Regions from separate parts of the Hordeum vulgare genome. Here region 2 is linked to region 1. A link is a contact called in public Hi-C data. All regions are on one chromosome and are shown on one strand. The core of a region is the stretch at or near the end of the contact, and the rest is flanking DNA. Distances in the headings are between cores, read along the strand shown.

The links. A called contact is a pair of places that touch in the nucleus more often than the background predicts.
Region 2: a Hi-C map of leaf shows a contact between it and region 1, with 2.1 times the contacts expected there. The contact joins the promoter of LOC123442637 here to the enhancer-like site in region 1. A contact is called at or near these places in 1 of 6 Hi-C or Micro-C datasets (leaf) and 1 of 1 datasets of contacts at active chromatin or transcription factors (embryo).

What each region holds. Positions count from the first base shown.
Region 1 is chr3H:20,149,065-20,155,164 of MorexV3_pseudomolecules_assembly, reverse strand. No RefSeq gene overlaps it. Among protein-coding and RNA genes, the nearest start is that of LOC123441389, 27 kb to the left of the region's middle. Within about 2 kb of position 4,099, at least 3 of the 3 cell types and tissues checked have open chromatin away from gene starts, as enhancers often do. A contact at or near this core is called in leaf, where this site is marked.
Region 2 is chr3H:20,302,464-20,309,517 of MorexV3_pseudomolecules_assembly, reverse strand. LOC123442637 reads left to right here and starts at 3,404. Exons shown (of 3, transcript XM_045118742.1): 1 at 3,404-3,704; 2 at 5,788-6,158; 3 at 6,253-6,650. The coding sequence starts at 3,423. The coding sequence ends at 6,409.

The sequences.
Region 1 (6,100 bases), core at 2,850-5,349:
ACTGGATCAGTCACCATGCCACAAAAGGATGAATCGATAGTAGTATTGGGATTCTCCTGCTTTGGAAAGATGCCTTAGGCAATCCACAGACGAGAGATAGAGAAGGGAGGGTAGGATCTAAAACTCTGCAACGTATATTTGCCAAACCCTAACACTAACCAAAAGTTGTGTATGACCCACACATCCACATCCATGTCGGTGTATGTCTGCTCCTCCCTCCTCCTCGCTGATGTCTTCCAGATCTTTCCAAGAGGCCATTGTGGTGGCGGTGGCGAGGTTGAGCTGTGGCGGCGGAGCGAGGCAGAGTGAGCGAGTGTGCGAGTGGAGAGGATGGGAATGACACTGGGAACGGGCTGACCGGCTCGGTCCCTATGTCCGTTAGCAGCCTTTAACAGCGCGTCGTCCCCCGCTGTCGGCCAAAATGCGATCTGCCACGTCAAAACGGTATCATTTTTGCGTTCAGTGTTTTTTGCCACTGTTAATTCTTCGCTGCGGTGCAAAGTGGCACGTTTTGTAAAGTGATGGTTTTCCGAAATCTATGACGCTAATATGGTGGTTCTGCGCGTTTTGCTCCTCAAAATCAGCCATTGATGCCAAGTTTTGTGACTGCATACATATTAACTAAAACTAAAATCTAGGCGTTGTGTTATTGTAGAACTAGAACAACATCATAACATGTGATTTCTGATCGCCGTCCAAACTTGGGCTACAAGTACTATAGACCATATAACCTATATTCTTCTTCCTTGGCTGATGGTGGTCAGTACTGTAGACTGTAAAAGATGCTGGCAGGAAATGCACACGACATGATTCATCATCGCTTGCTATTAAGAATTGACCAGAACAATAGTACGTGCATGCTTGAAAAGAAAATGCACAACTAGATAGACAGTTACTAAGGGAATAAAAGGTATGTGATGGTTGCTTTATATAATATAAAACGGAGGAACCTTTTTTCGATAAATAAATAGATGAGGATAGACAATAACAACCGGCAGTATCGTCAAAGCACAATAAGAAATTCCTCAATGGTATCAATTCAATCCATGTTCAATATAATAATTTGTGACAAAATGAGGTCAGGAAAACAACTAAAAACATAGATGTATACCAGTTAATGATACTTACTCCCTGTATTCCATATTAGTGGTCGCTGATTTAGTAAAAAGAGAGCTCGGACATGAGAACAAAATTTAATCTTTGATTTTCTTTATGAGTAAAAGATTTACGGAATACCTTGGACATGTAGCAAAACTGAGAAAACTGCGTATATTTTTCAGTGCAAACAAAAATATCAGTCTAGCAAAATAAGGTTGTTATGCTTATCTGTAACCTAGAGGTGGTCTCAGCTTACAATAGAAATTGAGCAGGAGAAAAGTAAGTATTAACTAAAGATAACACACAAATACTAGTAACCTTTAACCATCGTGTTCACCTCCTCAATCCTGGTTCGCTCGAGAATGGGTAACAAAGCAATCTTGGGAAAGGCCTTCGGAGCATCCACACAAGAACAAGTCAAAGGGACCAGCCATTGACAAATCATGGATATGCACATAGTGAGTGGAGTCCCGCCAAATATCATTTTTGACTTCAGTTTCGTGCATCTTGAGAAGCTCTATTGTCCACTTGTCGTTGCGTTTGTAAAGGACTCTGATTTCCATCTTCTTTAGCAATTTTGCATTCAAAATAGAGAATTTGGCAAAGTCGACGAACAACCTTTCACCACCTTTGTAGTTTTTTGGTGGAGCTCAAGGCATTTAACTGGATCCAGTGGGCCATACTCTAGCACATTATTCAAATCATCTTGTTGATGATGCAACTGTGCATAGGGAAAATAAACGATATGGAGGTGGTTGCTATATGTATGGGGAGGGAGTGTTTTAGGGTTCCCTTCTCGGATAGATCCGCCCCCCTCCGCAGCTATTCTCTTTCCCTCCGTCATTGATTTTTCGTAGCTCCGGCAAGCTTATATGGACGAATCGAGCGCAGCCATGTCGGAAGAAGGTCGCGGACATGGGGGACGCCACGCATACGCGGCTGTCACAACGTAGAGGCCGGTGGCTCCAGGTGCCCCACCGTCGAGCTGTGACGCTCGGCGCAGGCGCGGCGCCCTCTCCTAAAGCAGCGGGAAGCATGGGTGGTCGTGCCAAGATGAGCTCTATGAGGCGCTCTCGCCGTCGAATAAGAAGCTCCGCAAAGCTGAGATGGAGCGCTTCACTGCGAAGGAGGAGCTGGAGGCCGGGGAAGAGGATGTCGCCGAAGGCTTCAAGGTAGCGAAGGTGCACTAGGACCTTGCCAACACCGTCTACCGCTCGGCGTGTGAGTTGTACGTACCTTGGCGTGAATCCATGAGCCGCCGCCGCCCTCCGTCAAACTTTTTCTAGTTAGTTAGTTTATTTTATTTGTCTGTGTATGAAATTTGCAAGGCCATTTCCGATATCTGTTTTGCGCAGGGAAAATAGCCTGCAAAATCGATTTAGCGTGAACAGTAAATCAATTCGGTTGGGAATTTAGCGGCTCTACTAGAGATGTTGTGAAACGGTTTCCAAATGGTGCATCTGGAAATGATGCCTTTAGGGCGGCCCTCCGAGATACTGACATTATGCAAATAGAGCTTTTTGAGGCGCAGAAAAGCAGGTAGCGCAGCCAGGTTGCCGAATTGGCATTCCAAAGCGTGAGCACCAGGAGCGTGGACGTGAAGCGCATCACCACATGTTATCTCAACGGCAGCGAGAAGTTCTCCGACCGCGGGTTAAAGACCTCGAGGTCCTGGAGGCCGGCGGGTGACCCAGAGCGGAGGCAGCCGTCAACCACACCGTAGGCTGTGGGTGTGGAGCTTGAAGCGGTGGGCCGGACTGGGATGGTGGAAGAGAATTCTACAGACCAGCGCGACATGTGTCATTGTCGAAAAGACTCGGGCCTCCCCTGAGGTTGAGCGGCGCGTTGGATGTGAACCAAAGGGGACACACAACAACTGGAGAGGGCCTGAGTGCGGGCGCGTTCCTTGGTGGGGATGAGGCAGCGGTGCCTACAAAGGCGGCGGGGAGGCGTCTGATGAGGTCCGGGCCATCGAGCCTTCCCTGCACCTCGTCGATGTCGTTGCCGCCCTGACCCTGCCCCCTCCCCTAGTGGTTCTCCAACATATCTATGCCTCTTGGGAGCGCGTGTTTCCGATGTGTCTTCCATGGCCGACGGCTTCCTTGAGCGTGGGTTTTGGTTTGGCTAGGAGGGATGTGGGAACAAGAAACCATGGTTTGGTTTGCTACTGTGAATTGGAATGGAATAGAGGAGTTTTTTTTTTTCTTGAGCAATGAAAGAAAGAGTGAGTGTGTGTGTACGTACCTGCCCAATAGGCAGCTGGCACGACACGCCGAGCATGTATATAAGCGGGTCATGTCGTCGAGCACGTATGCCTCACCTCGTGTCCACGCATGGCTATGTACCGCCCGCCTGCATTGTCTATACCGCGGTAACCAATCAAACATCTCACCACGATTTGATTACTGATTAGTTACATCCTTTTTGTTGTTTTCTTTTTTTCTATTTTTCCTTTTTTCATTTTTTTAATGCATGAAGTTTTTTTATCAAAATCAATGACATTTTAAAATCCATTAACTCTTTTTTAATGTGGTGAACCTTTTTCTCAAAAGTGATGAACCTTTTGAAATCCATAAACTTTGTTTCAAAATTGATGGACTTCTTTCAAACTTGGTGGCCATTTTCAAATCTGATTATTATTTTTTAAATTTGCAAACTTTATTCAGAATTGATGAACTTTTATTTCAATTCAATGAACTTATTTTTCAAAGTCGTGAACTTTGTTTTGAATTTGATAAACTTTTTTTAATTCTTGGGAACATTTTTCAAAATTATTGAACTATTTCCAAATGCATGAACTATTTTTCAAAATAAATGAACTTTCTTCAAAATCACCGAACTATTTGAGTTCTCTTTTCCAAAAACACAATGGTCAACAGGTCAATGATAGACCGGTGAATCCACGGGGAAATCCTAGGCGTCCGTTACAGTGCAATTCTGCTAACGGACGCTCGACCCGCACTGGGCCGGCCCATCTCAGCATTTTCTCTTTCTGTTCCAACTAGAAAAAAATAACAGGCGCCGCAATTTTGCTAACGGGCGCTCGACCCGCACTGGGTCGGCCCATCTCAGCATTTTCTCTTTCTGTTCCAAATAGAAAAAAAGGAACAGGCGCCGCGGGGAATTGAACTCTCGATCTCCAACTCGGCTTACCATAGAGTAACCACCGTGCCACTACACCCGATTTGATGACTAATTTTCTTTTGCTCTTTTCTTATTTCTTTCTTTCATTTTCGTTTTCTGTTTCTGTTTTTGTTTCGTCTTTTGCTTCTATTTTTCCCTTTTTTTTTCTTGGCTTGATGATTTTTTTCGTTTCTGTTTTTTAAATTCACCATGCTTTTGTCAAAATTGATGAACTTTTTCAAATTGAATGAACGTTTTCAAAAAATGATGAACATTTTCCTCAAATTCAATGGTTTATTTTAACTCGATGAACTTTTTCTAAAATTTGATGAACTTTTTTCATATTCGATGAACTTTTTATATATTTAATGAACTGTTTTTAAATTCGATGAACTTTTTTTCAAAATAAATGACCTCTTTTTTAAATCGGTCAACTTTTTATATTTTGATGAACTTTTTTCAAATTTGTTGAACTTTTTTTGAACAATGATTAATTTTTTTCAAATAAGATGAACGTTTTTTAAAATCACTGAACTTTTCATAAAAATTAATGAACCTTTATCAAATGTGATAAACATTTTTCAAATTTGATTATTATTTATTTAAAATCTGTCAACATTTTTCCCATTTGAAGAACTTTTTTGTAAAATCGGTGTACTTTATTTTCCAAAAATCAGTGAACTTTTTGAGGGCCTGCAGAGACGCGTAGCTGTTTGATGGTCCGGCCCAAGGTGGGGAGCTGCATGCGTCACGGGGGCAAACGGGCGCGTGCAGCGGGAGCTCCTATTTGATGCGTTCTGCGTCAAATTGGGATTGCAACGCATACAACAAGCCCTGAATGGGTCGGCCCATTAGAGTGCTCGCTCGTTTGCCCCGCTCTTACAGTGTCATAACGTAAAAAAATCAAAATAACAAGCTCCCTCACCAGAAATTCAACCGCATACCATCAAGTTACAATACGCTCTCACTAACCAAGGCACTGGACGATAATACATTGGTAAAAGCACTTCGTGTACAAACTGAATGATCCTGAAATTACGACAAAAATTGAATGCACTTCGTGTACAAATTTGGCCATCTACTTTAAAGTATGAGGGTTTCGGCAAGAAACTCAGATGTTACATGGGCATTTCATTTTTGTTAATTTGTTTCAACTCCAGACTTTTTGTGCATTCAATATGCATAATTCCAAGCCACATACTCAAATTTCAACAATTTCTAACCTCTAACTTCAGTTGCTATAATTCATGCATTTAATGATTTTTAGGTGAATGTTCCTGAAATTAAAAAGCACTACAAATGAACTCTAAAAAGGTTGAAACTTGGCATTGTACCATACATCACAATGCTTCAAAAATATTGCTCACATCATATTTAAACATGGACATGAATAAAAATACTCATCCAAGCTAAAGATTCCCAAACAATACATAATATATAATATCTAGAAATCGAAGTGTTCGCCTTTGCGAACATTACTCGCCTGAATTAGAATATCCCCAAATTGATGGTGGTGGTGCTTGATATACGAGGTGACGCTCGCCATAGTTCATGATTCGAACCGTGCGGTACAACTCGTATGTAACGTACGCATTTTTTGCTGTATACTCAATATTGATACTGTCAAGTGGGGTCGTCTCCCACTCTTTATGCAGATCCGAGGAGAATTTGGTCTTCATAACAGCGTACTCCTCGTCGATCATGGCGACTATCATATGAGTCATCGAAGTCCTCATATGTTCAAAGACTGAATATGTCTTGGATATCAATGTGGCAGTCAGCTGGTATCTCAATACCGAACTTGTGCCTCATCTTGAGCTTGTCATTCCTTATATCAACGCTAGCAAAACGTATGCCGTTACGAAGGAAGTCCATGAAT
Region 2 (7,054 bases), core at 2,155-4,654, 160 kb before region 1:
ACTAGCACACTTTCAAAACAAATATTAGTACAAAAATGAAGAGACAATATCTTTTTTTTACCAGTTATATTTTATTTGAATAAACTTAGCGCACCTAGCCAATTTGTTGTTTGATAGACTTAGCGCTCATCACGATACACACAATTGGGTTAGAGCGTGAGGTTCCGAGTTGCGATAGAATAAAACAAATGGTGCATAGGGAATTGTCGCAAGCAAAGGCACCATCACTTTAAATGTTATTTCTTAAAATTCAAAATGTTTAAACTCTTAAGCCGTGTACCTGAGCTATGATCTGTTGCGATACTTCAGTTTGTTTCCACCAGGCTTTAAAACTAGATCCTACATAAGATGTTCATACATTTTCCACCTTAGAAGACATCACCCCAATGAGGTCTGAAGTTATAACTGCATTAGTATTAAGGTTGTCGCATTTGAATTTGTCGATGCACTTATAAGGTTTAGTTCGAGAGATCAATGCCATTTTCGGTTCCACTGCGTCGATGATGGTAATGTCGATGCACTTATAACATTGTCTGGCAGTTGTCTGGCAACAATTGCCACCGTGTTGGTAATATGCCTATCGGATGGTGTGGCAACTTGTTAAAAATAACATGATGGCGGCTACGTACTGCATTACCACGTGGTAAAGAAAAGAGTCCAAATTCATTTTATCGAAAATGCTCAAGTGAGTCATAGTTTCAAAGCTCTCGTCGATTTTCAATAATCAACAGAAGAAAAAAAGTTCCTAGATCCAATTGATCCTGGGTTGACAAAATAGTTGAGCTAGAAAACATTTTTCAACCGAAAATAACTTTTACTTTCATGACATCAATATGTCATAATTTTTATCTCCGTCCTTGTTTTTTAATATGTATTGCAAGTTACCAAGAAGAGAGAAATCATAAGGATGGGAGTAACCAGATTTGCTTCCCAATTCCTCACTTTGCAAAGCCTTGCAGACAAGGTTGATTCACTAAGAAAGATGGTGGTATCCTTTAAGTGGGACAAGATCAAGGACTTGCACCCAAAGAAAGGCAAGGATGCTACAACCATAATTCTTAACAAGCCCTTCTGGAAGGGTGTGAATCTCTGCATCAAGATGTTCGAGCTGTTGGTAAAGGTCCTCCAGTTGGTTGATGGTGATGCACGACCCTCAATGGGCTAGGTGTATGGAGAGATTGTGAAGGCAAAGAAGGAAATCAAAGAGGCCTTTGGTTATTTCGAGGTGCGCTACAAAGATGTGTTGGCTATAGTTGAAAACAAGATGAAAGATAGGCTAGATGCCCCATTGCAGTTGCCTGCATATTTTTCTGAATCCACACTGTAGCTATGTAGATGACAAAATATTTGATTCTTTTGACATCATTAAAGCCTTTTATTCTTGTGTGGAGACATTCTATCATGGTGATGAAAACATGCAAGATCAAGTTATGAACTATGAAATAGGCAAGTTCCAAAGCAGAGATGGATCCTTGGAAAACAAGCTTGCTAGGGCTTGCCAAAATTTTGACTATAATCCCGGCTAGTCATTACTTACAAAACATTCACTTAGTTGCATATTTTATCGAGTACTCAAGTTCCTGACTGAAATTTTTTCTCTTTCCAGTGGCTTGGTGGAGAATGTACGGAGGTGAGACACGAGGGCTGAAGGACATGGCTATGAAGACCCTTTCTTTTACCTCAAGTTCTTTCGGCTCTGAGAGAAATTGGAGTTGTTTTGAGTCGGTTAGTCTTCAAAATTGAATTTTGTTTCAATGCTTTGTAGTTCCTATTAACTAGTTTTAGACTAGTAGCATTGGCACTTGTAGATACTCCCTCTGTTTCTTTTTAGTCTGCATATAAGGTTTGGTCAAAGTCAAGCTTTGTAAAGTTTGACTAACTTTATATTAAAAATATCAACATTCACAACATGAAATCAATATTATCAGATGCACCACGAGATGTATTTTCATACTATATAATTTTAATATAGTAGATATTCATATTTTTTTGATATAAATTTGGTCAAACTTTATGTTGTTTGACTTTGACCAAATCTTATACGCGGAGTAAAAGAAACGGAGGAAGTACATACCAAGAGGAGAAATCGACTTACAACAGATCGCCTCAATCAGCTTGTGTACATCTAGTTCTTTTTTTTTGCGAATGAACTTTGCATTACTCAGGTGGAACCTCCACAATCCGCATTACAAAGATCAACAATCTCTGACAAACCAGAGTTGAGCAACACAACAATTTGTTTATGAGCTCTAGCAAACTTAAGGTTGTTATCCAAGAAGAAAAAGATCAAGCACATGAAGAACATTGATGTTCTCCTTAGTACTGATGCATCTGAAGCACAAGGCTTCTTGTTTGAGGGAGGAGATGATCATGTTTTCATGACGTTTCCACATGTTGACGAGGGAGCAGATGGCATACATTGAAGTGTAATTGGAGATGCTATGGGAACCAATGAACAACTTGAGCTTCGTCGAAGTGCGAGAGTTAGAGATCTCCATGATGAAGAGTTTGAGTCAGACGAAGAAGAAGTAGAGGAGACAGATTCAGAGGAGGAGGACATAGAGTACGAGGATGCTGAAGATGAAGTGATGGCCAGACTGCTGTTTGGCTGTTGCTGCTACCACTCCTTGGCTGCCGTTGCCATTTATATTATATATGCTTATTCTAAAGACAATATCATGCATTTATGCTTTTTGTGTGATCCGCTGAAACTCAACCTTATATGCTGTTTTAGATTTTCAGTTACCTATGTGCTATATTTTCTATTTTCTTATGCATATTATTTAATAACAGCCAAATTTTGGTTAATTTAAAAAAAACGCTTAATCTGGTTAAGCTGCGCTTAAACGGCCATTACTTTAAGGTGTAGCCTTCTGCTTCACGCACGCTTACCCTTTTTTTAACATTGATTATAACCAATGGTCACCTTCTGCTACACGCTGACTATACCTGGTCATGGGAAACCCAACCCAACCCGACCTTGCCCACGGACCGGGTCTAGGCCTAGATTTAGAATCCGATACCGGGTTCGAGACAGGCTCAGGCTTGTCATAGCAATTTAAGAAAGAAACCTGACTCAAGGCCTGATGGTTTTGTGACTATTAAGCCGGGTATGAGACTCAAAACCAGGCTCGACGGTCGGATCAGGCCCATGCCTAGGTATTCTGCTTCGAACTTTGTTAGACCCGGCCCGATTTATGTCCAGGTATAATGCTGACCCAAGATAGGTTGATACTTATCCAGATTTAATTAAGGGGAAATATTACAAGAAAAAACAGAGGTTATACCGTGACTGACGTGCGGGCCCCCCCCCCACACACACAACGGCGGCGCACCGCTCTCCTCCTCGGCTTAAATCCAAACCCAAAACCCCTCCTCGCCTTATCCCCTTCCCCATTCCCACTCCCACCTCCCACTCCGCCATGGCCTCCTTCGTCTCCGCCTCCGCCGCGTCCTCCACCGCCGGAGCGCTCCTCCGCCGCGCCCCGTTCGTCCCCCGCGGCGGGCTCGTGGGCGCGTGGGCGTCCCCGGCCCGGCGCCCGCTGCGCGCGGCTGCGGCGCAGGGGTCGGCCAACTCCGCGCCGGTCATGATGGAGAGCAAGGTCAAGAAGAGGAACAAGAAGGGCTCCGGCGCCGGGGGACTCCCCGCCGCCATCGACCTCGAGATCCGGGAGGCCGAGCAGTACCTCGCCACCGACGGGCAGGTGAGGGATTTAAGCGGCAGCGTTGTACGGCCGGTTTTTTGGTGCGCGGTAGAGGAACCCTTGCCGGAGTTAGCGATGCTTTTGCCAAGGTGTAGGTGTAGGATGCTTGCAAGGAATTTTTGTTCAGAGCGACGGTGGTTGTACCTTGCGGTGGATGATGACTGACTCTGATGGTAGGCGTTTACTGGTAATTGTTCGGTAGGGATGGACCGTGCGTTGCTAATTTACCACCGCATCGACAGTACGTACACCACGAGTCATACCCATCTCTAGGGATGAACTGTTAATTAGTTGAGATGAGATGCGTAGCTATGATTGTCAAGTAGGCATTATATAGTGCTTCTACTGTGATTTAGCTCGCACATCCAGTTAAGCATACCAGCATGTAAGGCGTGCAACCTTCCTCTTATGGATTACGGTTCAGCTTGGTTTATAGTGCTGTGATGAAAACATGTCTGAATTCTCGAACTGCTGTTTAGCTGAGCACATGTGATGATTCAGCTGGTGCTGGTTTGCTGATCATTCTAGTGATTCTTTGGTGTTCATGAATCTAAGTGAGTGTCATTGATGTTCAAAATGTTGGGGATTTGTTTGAACTGCTATTTCTCTGAGCAGATGCGACCATTCAGCCGATGTCTGGTTGCTGATCATTCTAATGATTACATTTTTTTTTTGGAAAAGGAGGATCACAGCCCGCGGCCTCTGCATCAATCAATGCATGCAACCATTTTATTAAACAAGTAACACACTAATGATTACATGGAGTATGAATTTAAATGAGTCCTATTAATGGTTCATATATTGAGTGTTTGGGTTCAAATTTTGAACTGCTTAGGCCTCATGTGTGAGGAGTATTCGATATGACATTTAGGGTCGTCAGTTTTTGTTTGAAAATCCTGAAATGAGTGTGATAGGTACTACAACCTCTGTCTGGAATTAACTGTTGCTGAAATGAGACGCGTTTCAGTGTGTAGATTCACTCATTTCAGTGATGGTTAATTCTGGACGGAGGGAGTACTTTCTTCAAGGTGTAACATTTAGCCATAAAAAATTACTTGCTAGCTTAACATCAATTCTGGGTCTTGCAAATAATTAGGCTTCTACTCCCTCCGTTCCTAAATATAAGTCTTTTAAGCGATTTCACTAAGGGTCTACATACGAAACAAAATGATTGAATCTATACTTTAAAGTATGTCTATATACATCCGTATGTAGTCTACTAGTGAAATCTCTACAAAGACTTATATTTAGGAACGGAGGGAGTACTGAATATCAGTCTGTCTGACGTTTACATGACTGAATAAGAGGGGGGTTTGTCATCAGGGATATGCGGGATATGCTTGTACTGATTTTTTGTTGTTGAATTGTGGTGATACCTTGCATGTCTGGATGAAGGCGTGTACTAGTAGTTGTTCGATACTTGCGTTGCTAATTTACCACTACATTGCCTAATATCGAGAGTTTCCCATCTCTAAGGGGAATTATTGCTTCTTTGCTATGCACAATAGATATGATTAAGTAAGCACGCCACAGTTAGCCAGACTGCATGTGCTTCTTTCCATGCATGGCGTGCAGCCGCTCGTCCGTTTGTACTAATTAGTTCGGTTTCCCGTTGTTTCTTGTGCATATTCATCAATTAAATTTGCCAGAATGTAAGGTGCACAGCCATCCGTTCATATATTGCAGTTTAGCTGGTTTTATGGTGCTTCTGATGGTGCTGTGCTAAAAACGAGTCTGAATATTTGACTGCTGTTTCTCTGAGCAGCTGTGACCATTCAGCTGATATGAGTTCACTGACCATTCTAATGATGAGAGCTTGGATTTGAATAACTGAGACCTGTGGTTGAGTTTTTAAGGGCTTTGGTTTCCAGTTTCAATTACCTTGGATTCACAATGGAGTGAGAGCAATATGCATAATGACATTTATATTCATTAGTTATTGCCTGGAAATCCTGAAATGACTGGATGTTTGCTACTTTCTGCAAGATGTAGCTGTACAATTCACATTTTGGCTTAACATCAGTTTTTGGTCTTGCAAATATTTAGGCTGCTTAGCTCAATTAATTTGCCATTCTTTTGACAGGAACCTACTCCAGAAGACTTTCCCTTTGAAATGGTTGATGAAGAGGGGATGAGCGTGGTTATTCTGAAAAGGGACTACAAGGATGAGAAGATTGAGGTCATTGTCAGCATGCCCAATATGGAAGGGGACCCTGAGTTTGATGAAGATGATGAGGCTGACGGTGAGGATGCTGCCAAGGATGATGACGATGAAGATGAGGGTGGCGAAGATAGTAGCCTTGCTATGAAGGTGATAGTCTCCAAGGGATCTGGCCCAAACCTCGAGTTCACCTGCACAGCCTTTCGTGAGGAGATCACCATTGACGACATGATGATAGCAGAGAAAACAGAACCTGATGCAGAGAAATTCCCCTTTGAGGGCCCTGAATTCACGTAAGTAAACCACTTCAGGCCCTCACTTCTCCACTGTGACATCTTATGACTGCCCATTGCTGATCACTTTCCACTCTTTTCCCCCCAACTGCAGCGAGCTTCCTCCGAACGTGCAGAAGGGCCTGTTCAAGTTCCTCGAGGTACGAGGTGTGACGCTGACGACCACCAACTTCATGCATGATTACATGATCACCAAGCAGACCAAGGAGTACGTCCGGTGGATGACCAAGCTCAAGGGTTTGGTCCAGTAGTGAGGTTGAACAGATGGCCCTGCCGGGTGACGCAATTTTTGGTTAGCTTAGCCTTTTAGCACGCCCGTGAAACCAGTAGTATGAAGTGTATCTGTGGTCCTGTATCAGCAGCTAGGCAGAGTGAATTTCATTTGTGTTCTTCTGGAGCTGGCCGGTGAAAAAATATCATGTAGAAAGGTGGGTACTAGCGATGAAACAAGACTTCCTGAGCTTAATACGAGCTGCGTTACTTCCACTTTTATGCCTATCTGGTACTCCCTCCGTCCTACTCTAATATACCCCATCCGTCCCATAATAACGTCTTACATTATGGGACGGAGGGAGTAGAACATGGGATGAAATTTTGTGCTGATGTGGAGATGGCTGCTGAAAATTTACTAGCGACGAAACAAGACGTGCTGAGCTTAGTGGTTGATAGAAAGCTCTGTTACTTGTACTTGCATGTTTATGTGGTATTGATTTTTAGATGATGGAAAATATTTTTCTCCCCTGATTTCTACACCTGAGTTGCGCTGCATATTTTGTTATGGAAAAGAACATAAATGTGGAATCAAAATGAATTCATTGGGGGATTTATGAATTCGTTGAAGGATTTGCTGTAGTAAAATAGGAGACCAGTGGTTGATATAAAGTTGTGTTACTTGT